Linked DNA regions of Mus musculus: region 2 is linked to region 1. The links are chromatin contacts, called in public HiChIP or PLAC-seq maps. All regions are on one chromosome and are shown on one strand. Each heading gives the region's core, a stretch centred on a gene start, on an enhancer-like site or on the middle of the called end of the contact. The rest is flanking DNA. Distances are from core to core; before and after follow the strand shown. Region 1 holds the start of Dlk2 (delta like non-canonical Notch ligand 2). Region 2 holds the start of Ptk7 (PTK7 protein tyrosine kinase 7).

Region 1 (7,412 bases), core at 3,181-5,680:
GAAAGCTGTTTGGAGTGGAAATCAGGACTTTGCATTTGCGAAGGTTAAGTCCATTGATCCATGTGGAGAGCCTAGGCAGGCAGACAGTCTGTGACTTGCGAGCAACTATCTTAAAAAAGCTAGATCTTCAAAGTCATTGGGCTGAAGGTATCAGGAAGAAGGAAGGAAGAGAAGACAGAAAAGAGGACTGGGCATGGAATTCTAGGAATGCAAAGGATCTTCCTTCCTTCCTTCCTTCTTTCCTTCCCTCCTTCCCTCCTTCCCTCCCTCCTTCCTTTCCTCCTTCCCTCCTTCCCTCCCTCCTTCCCTCCCTCCTTCCCTCCTTCCCTCCCTCCTTCCCTCCTTCCCTCCCTCCTTCCCTCCTTCCCTCCTTCCCTCCCTCCTTCCCTCCTTCCCTCCCTCCTTCCCTCCCTCCTTCCCTCCTTCCCTCCTTCCCTCCTTCCCTCCCTCCTTCCCTCCCTCCCTCCCTCCTTCCCTCCCTCCTTCCCTCCTTCCCTCCTTCCCTCCCTCCTTCCCTCCTTCCCTCCCTCCTTCCCTCCCTCCCTCCCTCCCTCCTTCCCTCCTTCCCTCCTTCCCTCCCTCCTTCCCTCCTTCCCTCCTTCCCTCCTTCCCTCCCTCCTTCCCTCCTTCCCTCCTTCCCTCCCTCCATTTCTCTCTTCCTCCCTTCCTCTCTCTCTTTCTCCCCTCCCTCTTCTTTCTTTTCTTTCTTTCTTTCTTTCTTTCTTTCTTTCTTTCTTTCTTTCTTTCTTTCTGTGTAGCCAAGGTTGGCCTGGAACTTAACTCTGCAGCCTGGGCAGGCCTGAGATACACAGAGAATTTACCTCAGCCTTCGAGTGCTTGGATTACAGAGGTGAAGCCACCATAGCCAACTCAAACAAATATTTTTGAAGCATTTGTAATAAGGGAGATTGTTGTGGTAAATAATATTAGGCAGAGTTTATACCCAACTTAGATCATTTAGTTCCCAAATAAAAGACATCAAGACTTTACATTTATAATAAGCCTTAAAGCACTAGAGCTGGGCAGATGTAAACCCTCTGCTATTTTGTCTACTTCCCTGTCATCAATAATCCTGAGCTATTTATCTATCTATCACTTGCCACGTTCAGCCTAGGCTGCACCTACTCTGACAGGCTAGCCTTCATGACCATGAGCTCACTTTATCCACCTACCAAAATGTGTCTTTCTTCCTCCTCCTCTTCCTCCTCCCTTCCTTTCTTCTTCTTGTGTCCCTGCCTGAGACCCCTGAGCACCTTTGCTTTGCCCCCTCTCTTCTACCCAGCCCAGGCTGTAGACATCTCTATGAACCAATCAGGGATAACTTGGGGGACAAGGTTTATACAACAAAAACTAGTACCCATGAGGACCTGATGTCTTGGAGCAACCAGGTTTTGGGATACGGGATTTAGCATCCGAATACATAGCAGCTTCAGACCAAGCCACTACAGGGGAGTAGAAAAAAAAATGTATCTGCAATCTGTAGAGAAACAGAAGTCATCTATTTTTTTTCCTCCTAATAAAATTAAAAGTCAGAATCTCACTGCGTAGCCCTCGCTGGTCTGAATCCCCTGCCAAGGGAGGTAGACCAGGCTGGCCTCGAGCTCACAGAAATCCACCCGCTTCTGCTTCCCAAGTGCTGGGATTAAAGGTGTGCACCACTGTGCCTGATCTTAGCACAGGCTTCTTTAGTTGATGTTGGAAGGATTCTAGGAGGACCAAGGGCAGCTCCCAAGACCTAGATGACAGAAGTTCACATGGGTCAGTGACATTACATTCTATTAGTCAAAGTGAGCCACAGAGGTCAGCCTAAATGTAAGGGACTCACCTGCTACTGAGGAGCAGCCAAGTCACTGGAAGGGGACAGGAAGTAATGTAGTGGCCATCCTTACAAACTACCTACCAGCCATGTCAGGGAACTGTGTCTGTCGCATGCACAGTCATCAAGAGCCTGAAACAGTTCCCAGGCCCCCAGAGAGGCAAAGAGTCAGTAAGACTTAGAGGCAAAGGAAGAGAGTGACAGCGAGCAAGCAGCTGAAATCTTCAGAGAACGAGGGGGAGGCAGGTGATGTGTCAACTGCAGACTCTGCACAAGCTTCAGAGTTGTATCAGTGAATTTTAATATATTCCATCAATGAACTGGGGCTGTTCCTTGCTCACGTCTTCAGCTCAGTCACTCAGCAGTGAAAGCGATGTGGCTCCACCAGCAGAGTGTTTGCCTTCTGTGTATGCAGATCTGGAATTGTCTCCAGCATTGGGAGGATGGGGGAGTGGGAATGAAGGTGCCATTTCTCAGGAATCTCTATTTCCAGTGCCTGGAATGGCATCTGTCACCTGGCACAAGCATGTATGTGCTCAACACCTATTTGTTGAATGAATTTATGACACAAAAAAGTAATATATATGAACTAATATAGAATCTTTACTTGCCTTGATTGATTTATTTCTTCCTTTCCTTTATTTCAAAAAGTATGAATATATGTATAAATATAAGTATTAGCCATATAAATAGTATATATTATATACTTCAGTTTTTAGAATGTTATGCATGTTCATTGTGAGAAAAACAGAGATGATACAAAGTATTAATGAGAAAAAAATCTTAGCCAGGTGTGGTAAATGCATAGCTGTAATTTTGACACTAAGGAGGGTCAGGAATTCAAAAGTTATCCTTAGCTACATGGTAAGTTCCAGACTTGCCTGGGCTACTTGAGACCTTGTTGAAAGAAAGGGAAGGAAAAACTCAATCACAGGCAAAGGTTCTATCATCTCATCAGCTGGAGAGCCATGACTCTATCATCTCATCACCCGGAGAGCCATGATTCTATCATCTCATCACCTGGAGAGCCACGACTCTATCATCTCATCACCCAGAGAGCCATGACTCTATCATCTCATCATCCGGAGAGTGCTGAGTCTATCATCTCATCACACAGACAGAGCTATTGCTAACATTGGGGTCCACTGTTTCTCTCCCTCACCTCCTCACTCTGTGTTTCTTACAGAGAGAGAGAGAGAGAGAGAGAGAGAGAGAGAGAGAGAGAGAGAGAGAGAACTTATGTAGACCAGGATGCTTTCATCTTGAAATCCTCATATTTTGGGATCCTTTAGACTTCAAAAAGGTGACTTACTAGTCATGTTGTGCTAGCATACCAGCCTTACATTTTCTACACGAATTGTTGATGCTCTGGGTTTGCAATTTTTGCTAAAAGAAAACAACAACCCAACTTAGAACAAAAGAAATGAACGCTAGAAGCCCACTCGGTGACTCAAACCCAGAGAGTGCCCCCCCTGGGGGGGGCAAGAGGAAGTCAGCTATTGAGCTGAGATTGGGCGTGGGTGTTGTCAGGTGTAGGCGGTGGGCACTGCCCTGTCCCTCGAGTCTCTGCAGCAAGAAGCCAGTCTGTGCAGTTAAGGAAGTCACCTTCCAACTTAAAGATAGGAAGTTCCATAGGAAGACCTAGAGACTGTGGGCAGCCTTCCCCTCTGCACAGTTACCCAACCAAACACCAAACACCAACAAATACACATATTGGGGTCTTTATCTTCTTTGGGTTTTTTTGACTCATTGGCTCTGAGGGGTAAAGAGACCTACAAGGGCAATTCTCCCCACCCTCTCTCAATACAAAACTCTCATTCCGAGATGTGGAGCTGTGAACGGATGTGGGGATGTTCAGTGGCAGGAACTTGTGGGGCAACACCAATAGGCAGTGTATGATCTAGGCAGGCTACCCAAAGGTGGGCTTGGAAAGGAACGGGCTGTGAAAACTGGGAGCAGATGGGAGGAAAGAACAGCGGGTACGCTGGGATGGTATTTATGTAGATATGGTCCATCCTGAAAGAGGTAGCGAAGAAAGAAAGAAGCCCACAGAGAGCAGGCGCTGACCTACGAAGCCAGTGACGAAGGCTCTGCAAGCCGGGGAGGCGTGGGCTGGTGACAGGAGGAAGGTGGCAGCAAGCATGGCTTCAGTGTGCTCGGGCTAAAACAGGAGAGCCGGGAAAGGCTAATGAAAATCACGATGCGCGGTAGACAGGGGCGTGCAGAGTCGGGCGTGGGTGAGGGGCAGAGTGGGGCGAGCGGTTGAGGTGGGGTGGGCAAGAAAATGGGAAGACAGCAGGGCGCGCACCTTCGGCCCGCGCTTTACGGTGTATGCCCAGTTCAGCTCCTTTGATTTTCTAATTTCGGAGGAAGAAAGCGAAGCAAGGGGGCTGGGGGCCGCGAAGGGAGGGGCGAAGAGCGCTGGGGGGTGCCAGGGCCGAGTGGCAGCGCGAGGTGTGGCCGTGCGCAGCGGGGGTGGGCGCGGGGCGCAGTCGGTGCGGGGCGGGCCGCGGCGGCGGGAGGGGAGAGGCGGGCTCCGCCGGCACACGCCGCCCCTGGCAGGGGGCCGAGCGCGCGCGAGGAGCCGCTGCCGCCGCTCGGGGTCGCCTGCAGCCCCAGATTCCCGAGTGCTCGGCTGGCATGGCAGCTACTTCGGTGCCGAGCCCCGCGGCCAGCTAGGGGCGGCCCCCCTCCCGCCCCCCGGCCCAGTCCGTCGGATCCGGTTTGACTCTGCGCCCCGGGGACGCGTCGCCTCCCAGCCGGAGGTGAGAAGCTAGGAGGACGCGGTCCCTCGGTGGGGACCTCAGGCCGAAGCGAGGCGGAGCGAGCGGGGTTGGGGGGCTGTGAGAGCCAGGCCTAGGTGGGTGGATGTCGGAGGACCCGGGAGGAGATCTCTTGCATCTAGGAACTGGGAGCCGCTCCTCCCCACGCCCCAGCCCCCACGTCCCGTCGCGCTCGCCTTTCCGCGCTTGTCCCCATCTCTATTGACCCCTCCACCTGGATCGCGATCGCAGCTCTGGCTGTTCCCGCGCGGTGGCCACGCTCGCTGCTGCCCATCCTTTGGCCTCTTTCCCGCAGACCTGGCTAGTGGGTTCCTGCCTCCAGTCCCTTCGCCTGCTCAACCCTTTCTCTCGCCCGCCCTTCCACTCCCCACCCGGGGAGTCCCTCTCCTTCTCCTGCTCCTGTCACTTGGAACCAGTATCAGTGCCGCTATCTCCGCGTCAAGCCGCTTCCCAGCCCGTGCCATCCCACAGGTGTCTACACGTCTGGCCGTTCATCCGTCCGTCCCTCCTGAGGCCGGAACTGACCATGCCCAGCGGCTGCCGCTGCCTAAATCTCGTGTGCCTGCTGTGCATCCTGGGGGCAACCAGCCAGCCTGCCAGAGGTGAGCCTGCCCCAGGGATTGGGTCCCGGCTCTCCTCAGCCGTCCTCGCTGGCACGTTGACCTCTGCTGGCTAGAGACGGCACTGCAACCGCTCCGTTCCATAGGGAGAGATCTATAAGTGCTCTCTTTGGAATGGGACGCTCGTCCGTGCCCATGAGTCCATCTGACTACTGAAACCTCTGCCAAGTCCCGCGCCTGGGAAGTCAGACTCGGACCCAGACTCACACCCACTACACCAATCTCTTTCAGCGGATGACTGCAGCTCCCACTGTGACCTGGCCCACGGCTGCTGCGCTCCTGACGGCTCCTGCAGGTACTTAAGCGGCACACGTGCCTCAAATCCTTTCCTCCCCACTTTTTGGTCCTTTACACCGAGAGCATGTCAAAAACCCGCAACAGTATCTAGGCGCTTAAGACCCTATTGTGTGTGTGTGTGTGTGTGTTTGTTTGTTTATACATAACAGGATGACCAGTCCCCTCCCCTCCCCTCCTCTCCTCTCCCCGTATCTCTTTTTGCTTCTTACTTTAAGAGCTTGAATAACCAACTCTTTATTCTCTCAAGGGCTTCTGTCCCTCAAGATGCCATAGAGTCATCTGAAGCTTGAGAGTTTAGGGACTGAGAGCCACAGTAAAGAGGAAACGGAAGAGAAGGGCTGCAGGGGTAGGGTAGCTCCAGGGGGAGGGAGGGCTGTAGGAAGAGGGGGCTGCAGGGGAGGGGGCTACAGGGGGAGGGGGGCTGCAGAGAGAGAATAGCTGCAAGGGGAGAGGGCTCCAGGGAGAGGTGACCCGGGGAAGGGGAGCTGCAGGGGGAGGGGGACTGTAGGGGGAGGGGTCTGCTTCTTGGAGAATTCCATCATTGACTCACCTCGGCAGACTGGGCAAATTCTGGGGCAGAGAAGGGTTTGGACATGAGAAGGGAGCTGGCGAGGGCAGATACTTGGCATGGAGCTGGGGTACTTGAGACTAGACATCCTCAGTGGGCTTATAAAAATTAAGCTGGCCGGGCGGTGGTGGCGCACGCCTTTAATCCCAGCGCTTGGGAGGCAGAGGCAAAGCAATCTCTGAGTTTGAGGCCAGCCTGGTCTACAGAGTGAGAGTTCTAGGATTGCCAAGTCTATACAGAGGAACCTTGCCTCGAAAAACAATACAACAAAAAATCATAGAGCTGGTATGGTGGCCCATACCTGTGATTTTAGCGACTGCGAAGTGATGCTAGAAAGATCAGGATTCCAAGCTAGCCTTGTCTACTTGAGACAAACAGAACACCTGCCTCACAACAAAACAACCCAGCCACTCATTCCGGAGTCTGAAGGGAAGAAGGTCACTCTTTCCAATGTGCACAACCAGACATTCCAGGAATGGCACCAGAATTACAGACATTGTTTTATTTAAGAATACTCAAAAAAAAGGGGGGGCGGGGGCTGGAGAGATGGCTCAGCGGTTAAGAGCACTGACTGCTCTTCCGAAGGTTCTGAGTTCAATTCCCAGCAACCACATGGTGGCTTACAACCATCCATAATGAGATCTGATACCCTTTTCTGGTATGTCTGAAGACAGCTACACTGTACTTACATATAATAAATAAATAAATCTTTAAAAAAATACTCTTGAAGGGAGGCATTTTTTTTTCAGTGTTCAGGTGAGAAAAGAGATTATCAAAGGCTAGACAACCAGGTACTAAACTTGAATGCTGTAGTCTGTCTGACTGCTTACATGTCCATCTGCCCAGCCCTGCACCTACCTGGGGTTGATCTGCTTTTCCTTCGCGGCTGTTGTATATCCTACCAGTTTCTAGAGGCTCTGGTTTTACCTTACACAGGCACACACACACACACACACACACACACACACAAGCTCTGGTTCTACCTTACACATGCACAGACACACACGTTCGTGCACACACACACACACACACACAGAAGCTCTGGTTCTACCTTACACATGCACAGACACACACGTTCGTGCACACACACACACACACACACACACACAGAAGCTCTGGTTCTACCTTACACATGCACAGACACACATGTTCCTACACACACACACACACACACACACACACACACACACACACACAGAAGCTCTGGTTCTACCTTACACATGCACAGACACACACGTTCGTGCACACACACATACACACACACACATAAGCTCTGGTTCTACCTTACATCCACACAGACACACATGTTCCTGCACACACACACACAC
Region 2 (7,412 bases), core at 3,271-5,770, 330 kb after region 1:
CAGGTCCCGGAGACTTGCTCTTCAACAGTTTTCCTTGATTAAAAAATAATAATAATTAAAAAAATCAATTTCTTCAGGAAAAGCACTGGCTCTAAAAAAGAACTAAACCTCACATTATTTAATGCTACACACCTCCCAGAGTATGCACACATCAGCAGGCAAGTTTCTTAACAAAATCAAACTCAAATCAAACCCAAAATACCATAACCTTTAAATTCACATATCAGGGGAATCAAAGATGGCCCAGTGGGTGAAGACACCTACCACCGATCCAGATGACCTGAGGCCTGTGACCCCGGGGGCCACATGGAAGAGAACCAACACCCGAAAATTACCCTCTGACCTCCACAAATTCATCTACCCATACAATAAATAATAACAAAGTAATAATGTGTGAATCATTCCAAGAAATGTCCACAAGAACAAAGTTACTTAGTGTATGTCTTAAAATCTTCACCTCTTACACAAGTCTCGACCCACTGACACTGACTGGCCTTAAGTTTCTATTATCTACGCAGAATGTCCCCACAGGACCTGTAGAGCTCTGGGGACCTCACCACAGCAGAGCATGCTTGGACTCCCAGCACTTAAGAGATTTGGAGAGGCAGATCAGGACTTAGAAGTCAGTCTGGAACTCCAAGAAAGCCAGTTTGTGATTCTGACTTACTCGCTCAGAGATGGTAGTATAGACATCTGTATAGTATGTCACTGTATAGACAGGGCTCTGAGTGGTAAAGCTACAGAACTGCCTAGGTCCACACACATTCTCCACCTTAATTCTTCATCCATAGCCTCTTGGGACAAGACAGCTCCCGCAGTCGGAAACAACTGTCCGTGCCCAGAACTCTACAAGACCAGAAACACATCAAAAATCAGAAAAGCCCACCAGGGAACAATGTCTGTCCCCTTGACTCTACCATGACAGTGCAGGTCACCAGAGGAATAACAAGCAACTGAACCCCAGAGAGGCTGGAGACACAGACACCCCACCCCCACCCCCACCCCCACCCCCATCCCACGATGCAAGGAAAGGCTTAACTCTGCTACTGAGTTACCTTTCCCTTCCCTTCCCTCTTCTAATTGCCCTGGGTAAGGACCCGCTCTAAATAAGGTTCCACATTAAAGGAATTCTACACTGGAACTCCAACTGGGGCAAAAACACAGATGGTAAATTCAAAATGAGAGAGTCCATGGTAGCTCAGTTAGACTGCTTGCCGAGTATGCTGGGAGCCCTGGATTTGAACCCCAGTACTGCATAAAATTGGCACACCTGTAATTGTGGCACTAGGGAAGAACAGGCAGGAGGATCAGAAGTTCAAGGCCATCCTTGACTGCATAGCAAGGTCAAGGCTAGTGTAGGCTACTCTGAGAAACTGGATGGATGGATGAATGGACTCTCAGGCTGATAGATGATAGATAGATAGACAGACAGACAGACAGACAGATAGACAGACAGGTCCACAGCCTGAATTGTCAATTGTCCCTGCTGCTCTGACCACACCCTCTGTGAAGGTGCCCTCGCCCCTGTGTACCAGGCCTGAATTACAGGCTTCAGGGTGTAGAGGAACCCAACCCTCACTACAGTGTTCAGAAAGTGAGGATTCAGCCTCCACAGAGATGCAAAAGCCTGGAGACCCAAGGAAAAAGGGTGGGAAACGGGAGCGGGCAGAAAACACACATGACCAGAGAGCCGGTTCTAAGATGGCTCAGCAGGTAAAGGCACCTGCCACCACGCATGACAACCGGTTAACATCCCTGGGACCACCACAATGAAAGCAGAGACTGGATCTCTCTCAGTTGATCAGTCAGTCGCCTTCTGACCGCCACAAGTGCACTGTGGCACACGTAGGCACTCGCACACTCGAACTTCAGCACACACACCAATAAATGTAAAAAATAATCTAACGACAAGAACAAAAATCCCAGGTTTTGGCCAGGTGTGGTCCTACTATCCTCTAATCCCAGCTCTCTGGAGGCTGAGGTAGGAGAATCATGAGTTCTAGGCCAAGGAGGGCTGCACCATAAGCCTAGGGCCAGCCTGGAGCATGTAATAAGACCCTGTCTAAAAGGGGGTGGGGGTGGGGGTGTCTGGGTTCTCAACTTTAAGCCTTCTCTTCCTCCCCCACCGTATTTATCACACCAGGGATCTCAAGGTTTGGACCATAACTTGGGTATTTACAGCATAATTACCCAAACTTCAAAAATGGCCGAGTCTACAAACCTGGGCAGGCTAGGTCCCTAGCCCCAGCCTCCTTAACAGTGAGGTCTCCCTACAGCTTCAGTTAATGACACAGTTAAACAACACGATGGGGAAATGTGCTTCGATCTATTAAAACCTCCTTGTCCCCTGAAGACATGCATCTGGGGTAGGTAGAGTCCCTGGATCTCACCAGCAGAGCAGGCGCCTCCGCTGAAATCGTTTACAGCACACGGATAGGTTTCACACGAAGGCACATTTGGTGGAACTGATTTAAGGCTCTCATTAAAATGTTTCTTTGTGGAGATACCCCCCAAACCCCTCCTATCCAACCCCCCCCACACACACACCCTCCCAGAACACCCACCACTAGAGTTCACATCTCGAACATCAAGAGTCCTCAGAGAAGAAATTGGCAATGTAGCGTGGTTGAGCAAGGGCCATCTCCACCAGAACTTGCCTTTGACTTCAGAAAGCTAAACCGCAGCAGCAAATACAGCTACATCTAGCAGAGCCACACACACCAAAACCCAGCAGCCAGCCGAGGAGGCCTGTGAGCTGGGGCTGCCTGCCCATATGGTTGGGCCTTCATCCTGGCTGTGTTAAAAAACAAAACAACAACAACAACAACAACAAAACCTTACATACTTCCTCTGGGAGCAGATGCAGGACTTTGCCATGAGCAATGACTACCCCACACATAAGGAACACAGGACAACTTAGGAACACCAGCTTAAGAGACCCCAGGGTTGGTTTTTAGGCTATGCCTACCTCTTTATAACTGGGGGTGGGAAAGACTTTCATTCTCTGGTCCCTAAACCCTCAACAGCTGGTCAGGAAGATGACAGTATACAATTCCCTGCCCCTGCCCTCCCGGCTAGAACTCATTAAAGAGAAGGCTAAGTAAGTTCTTTTTAGGTTAAGGACTAAGACACCCCCACCCCCACCCCCGCAGACTGTCTCCCCAAGGAGGGCTGTTTCCGCAGACCACCACTGGTAGTTTTGTCTTGGAAGGTAAGGAGGGAGTCATTTGGACCAGCAGACTGGGTATATGGGTGGCTTGGCGATTTCCGGTTAAGTCACTTACAACACCTTAGTTGTGACCGACTCTCAGGTGTGATCAGCCAGGAAATAAAAGTCTGCGGGACAGGGTGCCCCTTGTTTGCCCTGGAGATGGGGGGGGGGGGCGGGGGGGCCACACCCTCACCAAAGTAGAGAGACCCTTCACGAAAAGCCAGAGTTGGGCGCTCTCTCTCTCTCTCTCTCTCTCTCTCTCTCTCTCTCTCTCTCTCTCTCTCGTTCTATCTCTCTCTTTGCCTTTCTGCCCTTAGGAAGAGAGACAATCCTTTCCTCCGAGAACACGGACACACGGACAGGATGGAAATCCAGGAAACAGCAAAGCAAAGCCCGTCCGCACCTTGGCAAGCCGGCCATGCCCGATTTTGGCAGCGGCCTTCACTCATTAGTCACCACTACAGCCTGGGACCCTCCGCTCCAGGGATACGACCCTGGCACCGAGTAGGCTCAAGGCCTAGTTGGAGGAGAAGATTAGGCACTTCTCAGTCTAACCTGCCCTCACCCGCAGGGCCATCTGGGGTTCCAGCTTTGCCCCGGAACTTGCAGGGAGGGACCCGGGCGCGTCGGGCCGGCATAGGTAACAAAGCTCCGCGCCAGGCGCGCCCCATGTCAGCTCGGACGGGATCGGGAGCCAGGCCTATCCCCCTCATCTGGGCTCCAAGGCCCGGGGCATTCCTGGGTGTCCGCGTCCGCACCTTTTCACGGGATGGGAGGGCACTGCTTCTCCAAAAGGGAGATCTTAGCAGAGCTTGGGAGCCAGCGACTCCGGGCAACGCTCGAGCAAACTCTCGGATCGGGCGGAGAGAACTCACAGCAAACGCGTCCCCGCGCCCCAGTGCACCGTGTCGCCACCGCGTAGGGGGCGTCGCCAACCCAGGATCCTCGAGCCCCTAGCGAGCCTCTCCACCTCCCCAACTGCCCAGCCCACCTCTCCAGGGCCCTTCCAGCCCCCGGGACTCCCGCGCTTCTCAAAGCACAGCTCGGATCCTCCCGGTTCTCGGGGGACTCACCGGCCAGCAGCGGCAGAAGCAGGGCTCTGAGCAGAGTCAGCGGGCGGGCTCCCATCCTGGCGGGCTGCAGACGAGCAGCGAGGTTCAAGGCACACGGCGAGCGGGCGCGCGGACCGGAGCGCGGGGGCCGCCGCAGCAGCTACAGCCCGAGCCCGAGGCGTCCGGAGCTGGAGCCGCGCGCGCCCCGTACATCCAAGCCCTCGAGCGCGCCGCCGCCGCAGCCAAGCCACGCCCCCGACGCCCCCTCCTCTCCGCCTGCACGGCGCCCCGCCCCCTGACGCCCCCTTCCCCGCCGTCGAGGGGAGGAGCTGGCAATAGAAAGAAGGATCTGGGGAATGATGGGGGGGGGGGGGAGCAGCAGTGGCCGTCTTAGGGGAGTGCCGGAGACCTGGGTGTTGTTCCCACCGCCTAATCTATCCACTGGGACGCAAGAGAACCAAAGTGACTCTCAGAACTCCGTTAGGCCCTCTGAACCTACCTGGAGATCTGGAGCAATAGTTTGCCCAGAATTCTCCAAGTTGCTGGAGTTAAGCAACCCAAAGTGCTGCATGAGACAGACCAGCAGGGTGTCTCAGAAGAAGGCAAGGAGGACATAGCCAGGATGTCTCAGAAGACAAGGAGGGCACAGCTGTGGTGCCCGGTGGAACAGATGTAGCCAGGGAGGGGGAGGGGCGTGCGTGACACTGGACAAATCTGAACCCAAGGTAGAAACCCTGGGCTCCAACCCCCAGCGAGAGCTATTAAACAGACATACATCCCAAGTCCATCTCCAAGCAGTCTGGGCTGTGTCAGGGCATGGCCAAATCTCCAGCTGTGGGGAGGCCCAACGCAGCCCTTGTTCCAGGCACCCTCCACCCCCAGCGCCACCACCCCCACATTCTTTCTTTGTTGTGAAAGCAGCAAGGGGTGTGGGAGGCGGGTCAGAAGAAGTCAAGCTTTAGAAGATGGGCCCCAGCTGCTGACAGGCCTCCAGGATATGCAAGAGAGGATGGATAGCGCCTTGTCCCCCTTCTGGCTCTGGAGGGCCCCCCAGGCCTGCTTAGACCTCCCTTCCCCCAAGCAGCTGGGAGGGGGGAAGGAAGCCACAGAGGGCCTCACAGGCAGGAGAAGTGGCGCCAGGACTCCAGGGTCCTGCCACATGGCCACCACATGTCCCTGACAACCCCGTCCACAGCACCTTCTTCTTGTGTGCCTCATTCCCCATCCCCCAGAAGTCTTCCTCCAGGCCCTGCTAAAGAGGGTACAAACACGGAGGGAACCATTGAGCCAAGAATTCAACAGTCCTGCACACTACCACTGCCCTCATCCTTCTAGGAAGGGTCCTGAACAACGTCTTCAATGAAGACTCCGAACACAAAATGTTACCTGGTTCATTTATTAAAGAAACAGTGAAATATGTGGACCTGTAGTGAGGCAGCAGAGGGTAAAAGAGACCAGGGCAAGGCAGCCCAGTTGGCCAGCCCCAAACTGACAGAAGAGCCAGCATCAGGCGCATCCCTGAGGTGCAGACCCACTTTCTCCCACCTTGGGAGCCTCAGTCAGCTACTCTAGAGGACTCCAAAGTAGAGATCATGTTATCCTGAGGGCCCTTCCGAAGGGGGGTTCCCAGGGAAGGAGCCTAGACCCTAGAAGCAGCAATCTACCACATACACCGCTCCCTCTTCACCATCCTATTGAGTTGGGGAAGAGACAGGAGCCATGGGGAATGCTGTAAGGGCTGTGGGGACCCAGCAGACTAAAAGAGGGAGTTGAATGTCAGCTACTTGAAGAAAGGTCCACAGTGCTGGCGCTGAGGCCCCGGGAGACCTGAAAGAGACCAGCAACCACACATCACTGCAAACTCCTGGAGTCTGCCTGCTCTGCAGAGACTAAAGATGGAATTTCTAACCTCAACCTAAGCTCTAGGACTTTGCTTAGGCACGGTCTACTGGAGGAGCTACGGGACGAAACCTGGGCAAGAATGCTGGCTTGCACAGTGAATGAGCTGACCCAAGAGCTCACTGTGTTGAACTGGCTGGCAGTGTTGCCTGCTTTCTCTAAGGGAGACTTCATGCTGCTGGTGTTCCTACTTCCTCACTGAGACCTCAAGGGAAGGAGTAAGACACGGCCAGCAGCTCTAAGTCACTCTGAATTATTACCAGCTTAGAGAGCACCAGTGGCTGGTACTCTCCTGAATAATTCTGACTGAATCCTTTAGCCAGAAACTCTCTCTCTCTCTGTCTCTGTCTGTCTATCTGTCTGTCTGTCTTTCTCTTCTCTTTCAAACCAGGTTTCTGTGTCACCCTGTCCGTGCTGGAACTCTGTAGACCAGGCTGGCTTTAAATGCAGAGTCCCACTTGCCTCTGCTTCCCCAGCTCTGAGATTAGACATGTGTCCCCCACTGCCCCTGTCTCTCGATGCCCAGCACCTCCGATGCCATGCTGTCAGTCTGACTCCTGAAGAGCTCCAGTCTCCCAGGCCACCTTCACTATGGTGAGTCTTCCACCTTCCCAGTTGCCCCTGGGACTGCCTTGGGGAGCCCTTCCTCCCTCGGCCCTAGGGTGTCCCTCAGCACGCTCACCTGGAGGGGGGCTGCATTGGGTTGGTTTAAGTAGTTCAGCGAGGCCGCCCGCTTCATGCTGCTGCTGCAAAGAAAAAGAGAAGTGAGGCCCCCATTGCTCCTCTGTGTAGGACACTCTAGGACATTTCTCCGGCACCAGGAGGTGCTGCAGGCCAGGCCTGCTGACCTGCTTTGTCATAGTTACCCCTTGTCACTTGTCATGTACCTGGAAGGTCGCGGCTCCGTCCCCTGGAGCTTCCTCACCAGTAGCTCACTGCTCCTACGAAGCACATCCCGGATCTTGCCCAGAGAGCCGCTCCTCTGGAGGGTGCCACTGCCATCCTGTTGGGAAGAGACAGGCATTGGGAACCCAAGGTCCCATGTCACCCAGCTTCTAAGTCTATTCCTGCCATTTATTCCCTTTCCTGAAGCCCAGTGATTGAAAGCAATGGCCTCATCAAGAACAGATTCCCAGCCAGGCGTGGTGGTGCACGCCTTTAATCCCAGCACTCGGAAGGCAGAGGCAGGCGGATTTCTGAGTTCGAGGCCAGCCAGGTCTACAGAGTGAGTTCCAGGACAGCCAGGGCTA

The links. HiChIP or PLAC-seq counts read pairs in DNA pulled down with a chosen protein or histone mark.
Region 2: an H3K27ac HiChIP or PLAC-seq map of microglia shows a contact between it and region 1, with 7 times the contacts expected there. The contact joins the promoter of Ptk7 here to the promoter of Dlk2 in region 1. A contact is called at or near these places in 3 of 39 promoter capture datasets (cranial neural crest, liver and neural stem cells), 1 of 484 Hi-C or Micro-C datasets (embryonic stem cells), 2 of 115 datasets of contacts at active chromatin or transcription factors (microglia and stem cell-derived neural progenitor cells) and 2 of 9 other capture datasets (adipose tissue and pancreatic islet).

What each region holds. Positions count from the first base shown.
Region 1 is chr17:46,293,498-46,300,909 of GRCm38.p6, forward strand. Dlk2 (delta like non-canonical Notch ligand 2) reads left to right here and starts at 4,431. Exons shown (of 6, transcript NM_001286013.1): 1 at 4,431-4,581; 2 at 5,071-5,201; 3 at 5,451-5,514. The coding sequence starts at 5,126. It overlaps Gm41588 (a long non-coding RNA gene), which reads left to right and starts at 5,521. Exons shown (of 2, transcript XR_876844.1): 1 at 5,521-5,862; 2 at 5,946-6,593.
Region 2 is chr17:46,624,984-46,632,395 of GRCm38.p6, forward strand. It overlaps Ptk7 (PTK7 protein tyrosine kinase 7), which reads right to left and starts at 4,521. Exons shown (of 20, transcript NM_175168.4): 1 at 4,285-4,521. The coding sequence starts at 4,339. Klc4 (kinesin light chain 4) reads right to left here. Exons shown (of 16, transcript NM_001357130.1): 14 at 7,050-7,165; 15 at 6,845-6,908; 16 at 5,646-6,090. The coding sequence ends at 6,040.